Linked DNA regions of Mustela lutreola: region 2 is linked to region 1. A link is a contact called in public Hi-C data. All regions are on one chromosome and are shown on one strand. The core of a region is the stretch at or near the end of the contact, and the rest is flanking DNA. Distances in the headings are between cores, read along the strand shown. Region 1 holds the start of BLCAP (BLCAP apoptosis inducing factor). Region 2 holds the start of GHRH (growth hormone releasing hormone).

Evidence for each region. Hi-C and Micro-C count contacts between places; a contact is called where the count stands out from the background.
Region 2: a Hi-C map of an unstated tissue shows a contact between it and region 1, with 9 times the contacts expected there. The contact joins the promoter of GHRH here to the promoter of BLCAP in region 1. A contact is called at or near these places in 2 of 2 Hi-C or Micro-C datasets (blood and an unstated tissue).

Annotation. Positions count from the first base shown.
Region 1 is chr9:21,405,624-21,408,283 of mMusLut2.pri, reverse strand. It overlaps BLCAP (BLCAP apoptosis inducing factor), which reads right to left and starts at 1,339. Exons shown (of 2, transcript XM_059133254.1): 1 at 1,193-1,339.
Region 2 is chr9:21,619,223-21,621,882 of mMusLut2.pri, reverse strand. GHRH (growth hormone releasing hormone) reads right to left here and starts at 1,345. Exons shown (of 5, transcript XM_059132926.1): 1 at 1,230-1,345.

The DNA.
Region 1 (2,660 bases), core at 90-2,589:
CAGCCAAACCCAGACTTCCAGATTCCTCTTTGAAACAACATATTACAGATAAAAGGTTAAAACGTTTTTGGCAGCAATTCTAACAAGACCAATTACAGATCCGGAATTGATCTGGTCACTGGAAACTGACCAGGGCTCTGAATCTTTTAAAGATGTGCTTGACATTAATGAGTCTCTGATTTAAAATAAACAAATAAACAAGATCTAACACTTGGCATTAGCACTTAAGCTGGAACTTTTTTTTTTTTTTGTCCTGGCTTTGGTGTTGCTGTCCAGAAGGCTCTGAGGGGATGGCTGGACCATGTCAGGCAGGGCAAACAGAAGCTGTTCCCAACACACCAGCTCCCTGAAAGGGATAAAACACGATCCGAACCTATGAACAGAAAGATCATTCGCTCCCTAGGACAGATCCCAGTCTGTCCCAACATTTAGCGTTGCCCAACACTTAGCGTTGAAAAGGGACACGGAGGCCTGGAAGGAATTTACAGAAAGTCTGGAAGGGGTAAGCAAAAAGAACTGTTCCCCATCCCCCATTCTTTCAGGCCATTGGTGTGCCAGGCATTCCGTTCCTTCAGCTGCCCTTGAGGGCCACTCCCCATATATACTGGAGGAAAGGAAATGGTGTCCAGACTTGATGTAAAGTTATGAGATAGGTAAGAAGCACCCGTGACTCAAAGCCGAGCGTCAACCTATTACCCCATCACCTTAGACACCAAAGCGGGTGCCTTGGGGCGGGAGACCCCTTTACGCCCCTCTCACCCACGCCCCTTCTGATTTAAAAAAAAATAAGACTGAAGGGTCGGAGACAAAATAACAGGACTCTCAGAAGCTGGGCCCCCTGCCATGGGCCCCTGGGACGAAGAGGCGGTAGTCGCGCCCCTCAGCCCCGCGCTCCCCGACTCTGCCTGTCCCGTCCCGGGAATAGACAGGCGAGCACTGACCTTGGAGGCCAGACCGAGACCCAGGGGTCCGGTCACTCGGCCTCGGCCCGGGAAAGGACTCCCGAGGCCCAGGTTAGGGCCACACAGGGCAATCACGTGACACCGGACAGGGGTGGCCCCCTGGGTGCGCGGAAGGAAAACCCTAGAAAAGGACGGGGAGACGCCTTAAGGTGACCCCAAAGGGACAACATGGCGGCGCCGCCGCACTGAGGGCCTCTCATCCCGTCCCCAGGGGGCCGACGCCACGGTACCTGCGAGCCCTGCCATGGCGCCGCCGCCACTGTCGCCTTCGCTGCCGCAGCCTGCCTCCACCTCAGCTCGCCACCGACGCCGCAGGAAGCCGGGGAGACGCCCCCTTCGTCTTCGAGTGGAGCAGTCCGAGGACCCCTCTTGGCATTGGGCTGCCTCCAGAAGACGCCTGATCATAAACCCCAAGTTGCGGTCATCTTCGCCCGATATCCCCCAAAGGTTCGCCTCTTATGAGCCTTTGAAAACTTTCTATGTACGTGTGAGGAACTGACAGAGCTCTCACGTCTTCAAGTCCGAAGAATTTTTAGTCAGGCGCATCTCGGGTAGTCCCGAATCAGGGCCTCATGGTCCCCTCATGCATATGCAGCAGATTGTGATCCTTACTCAGTGAGAGCCCGAGGGGGCGTACCTTAGTCTCGGTAGGTGAGCTCTGGGTTCCGCGTCCGTGCGTAGGTTACCCGGGTCATCCGGGGCAAACCTTCTCTTGGCTCAAAGTCCGCCCTCTCCCTGGCCCTTTCACCAAGGGGCCAAAGTTCAGGAGCGGGAAAATCGGGTTCAGAAATTAGGACCTGACTTGGGTCAGGACCTGACTCCTCCCCTTTCCCCATACACGTTGGGGCATCTTGACAACCGCGACTCTCAGCTTCCCTCGGTGCGATGAAATGCTTACCTCACAGAATTGTTATGGGGGTTGAATGAGTCAGGATTCGTTTATTAGCTAATTAAGCGCATTCCTTGAGCGCTTACTATCTGTAAGTGCAGTGCCAAAGGCAAGAGGGTTGAGTGGAAGGTGGAGTGGAGAGCCGTAGACACTGCTCTAACCTCAAGGCTCTGCCAGCGCAGTGTGGGCAAGTGTAGGGGCGGGCGGAGGGCAGGCGGGGGGGGGGGGGGAGACGACAGTCAGCAAACAATGACTGTGTTAATAATATTAATCAAGTCAACGTACAATTATGCGGCGTGGGAAGTGTCGTGGGGGAACGTAAGGAGGATTCTGAAAAATGAATGGGGTCCTAACATGGGGTAAGGGGTGTGAGGGTGGATACGCCCTGAGAAGCTGGCATTTAGACTGAGAAACTAAGGACAGTTAGGAGTTGTGCAGGGCTAGAGCGAAAGGGGAAATACTATAGGCAAAAGAACCACTTGTCCCAGATGAGGTTGGAAGGAGCAGGGTGGGGGTAAGTGCCGAGAAAGGAGTAGTGCAGGTAGAACTACCAAATGAATTTGGATTTTATCTTGAGAGTAATAAGCCATTTTTTTTTAGAGGAATGATAACAAATTTGTTTTCCAAAAGGCTACCCTGGTTGCATGGCTTGGAGGACACTTGGGAGCAGATGTAGGGGGACCAGTTAGAAGGTTTTTGGAACTTTCTAGCTACAAAGTGATGATGACTGAGGGTGATGGTTTGGAAAAGTGGAGAAATAAAGGATGAAAGAGTGGATGCGTGCTAAGGTAATGGCAAGAACATCTAGG
Region 2 (2,660 bases), core at 96-2,595, 210 kb before region 1:
TCTGAACTGCTCTGCAATGAACGCGAGGGTGTGAGACCCCAAGATCTCAACGTTCCCTTCATGGTCCAAATTCTCTGGCCCAACGAACACCTAATGAAATGTCCCTCACGCCCTGGGCTTCGGGATCTGGTGTGATGTTACCCTGTATCAACAACACGCTTGGATGACTCAGTTGAACAAACCCATGGAGACATGGAGCGTTTATTACAAAGATCCATGCTTCCCGGGCACCCAGGGTCGCACTTGACTTGGAAGGAAATCCAAGAGGTAGCTCTGTGGGCGCTCTCTGGACACCAGCGGAGGGTAGAGGGCAGGTGGGAACTGCACAGAGCCATCGGCAGATGGAGCCCACTGCCTGAGGTCCAAGGAGCAGATGGTAGAAATAATTTTTTTAAGGGACAGCCCGTTGTTCTCTCTATGGCAGGTAAAGGGGCTGATTGATGAATGGCAACCAGGGATTGGGGGTTGAGATGACCCTAAAGGCAAGTGGTGGTGAGAAGCTGTCCTATCATGGTGCCACACGCTACCGGCATTGTGGGCCTGACCTGGGGAGCCGCATTCGAGCAGAGACATAAGAACCGAGGTTGGAGGGAAGCCACAGGAAGATACACAGGAACATAAACCAAAATGGGCAGGGAAGAAATAATTCGGATCCCTCTCTGGGCCAGAAGAGCAGCCCCTTTTCTGAAAGCCTGTCCCCTGCCACCAGCCCCAGCTCCCCATAGGCACGAGCCCTGCTGGGGTGTGGCAGCCCTTGCTCCAGAGGCTGCTTCCCATTTTCTCAGTTCCTCCCATGTGCTCTCTCTTTCCCATGACAAGGTTTCTGCTGGAGCCCTGTCCTCTGCTGGGAAGGCAGCTCTCTCTCCTGGTCAACTTCGGCTCAGACTGTAGCTCAAACCTGCCGCTTTCATGAAGCTCTCCTTAACCTCCCAGTCTAAGACAAACCATGCCATTTTTAGGTCCTTACACCATTATGTACTTTATTATTTTTTTAAAAAGATTTTTGAGAGTTTTTTTTTTCTCTCTCTCCTTTATTTGAGAGAGAATGAGAGCAAGAGAGATCACAGGGGAAGAGGAAGAAGCCAACTCGCCGCTGAGCAGGGAGCCCAATATGGGGCTGGATCCCAGCACCCTGAGATCATGACCAGAGCCGAAGGCAGGTGCCCAATCGACTGACCCACCCAGGTGCCCCCACCATTATGTACTTAAAAAAACAAAACAGCACTCACCACTATTACAATTTCCAAGTAGTTTTTTGATCCTTTTCAAAATTTCCAGGGGCGTCTGGGTGGCTCCGTCGTTAAGTGTTTGCCTTCGGCTCAGGTCATGATCCCAGAGTCCTGGCATAGAGCCCCATATCAGGCTCCCTCCTACGCGGGAAGCCTGCTTCTCCCTCTCTCTCTGCCCCTACTTGTGTTCCCTCTCTCTGTGTCAAATAAATAAATAAAATCTTTAACAAAATAATAAAATGAAATAAAATTTCTAGAAATAATTTCATCCTTTTAGAACATTTGCAGGAACTCCCATAGACTCTTGGTCCAGAACCAACACTTGTTAACATTTTGTCATATTTGCTTTATTAATTTCTCTCTGTTTCTCTGTGTGTATGATAGATTATATAAGTTATATATACAAACTACATGTATAGCTAATATATATACGATTGTTATTTTTTTAAGTGCTTGAGAAAAAGTTGTAGACGTCTTGCCCTTTACCCCTAAATATTTAAGGATTATTTCCTAAGAACACGATCATTCACTTACAGAACCACACAATTAAATCAGATGATTCTTTGAGTAATGTCTGTCTCTTTTCACTTAAATGTAGACTCTATGAAGTCGCGGGCTACTTCTGGCTCACTGCCTGTGTGTGGATCACCTAGCATAGCATCTGACGTGTCGTCGGTGCTCTATAAATATTTGTTGAATGTATAAGAAATCCTGAATTGGGAAGGACTTGTCATCAATGCTGCCTTCTACCCTAGCCCTGAGCTTTCTCACTCAGCATGCTCTTGGTGTTGGATGGGGTTGGGTGTTTGGATTTGTTTTCTTGTCTCCATTTCTGGGGGGAATCAGAATCCCACCTGGTAAATTACAGTGCCTGGAGATTTGGCTTCTGTCAGTTTCAAATCCTCTCCAACCAGCCCTGGCCCTTGCTCAGCCTGTCTTGAGTGGCAGCCGCCTTTCCTCTGGCCCAGCGGCACCTGTCGGCTATCTCACCCAGTTAATTAGCCCCATGAGAGAGTTCTGGCAAAGACAGCTGGAATGCAAGCCAATCTTTCCATGCAATTGCTTGTATGAGGTGTTGGCCTCTGCCTTGGAAACTGCCTGTAAGCTGTTGGCCCACTAGGTGCTTTGAGCTACCTTGCAACCTGTGCTGGGCCATCCTTTGGGATATTGTAGCTGCTAAGTTAACAGAGGGGCGGATGGAGACAATGGATGTGCTCAGGACAAATGGGGGCTGGAGCTCACAGCGCCTGGAATCCAAGTTGGAGAGGTCTTTTTTTTTTTTTAAGATTTTATTTTAATTTTTAGATATATATAGAGAGAGCACAAGCCAGGATAGGACCACTGAGCAGGGAGCCTGACGCAGGACTCGATCCCAGGATTCTGGGATCATGACAGGAGACAAACGTGGACACTTAACCAACTGAAACTCAC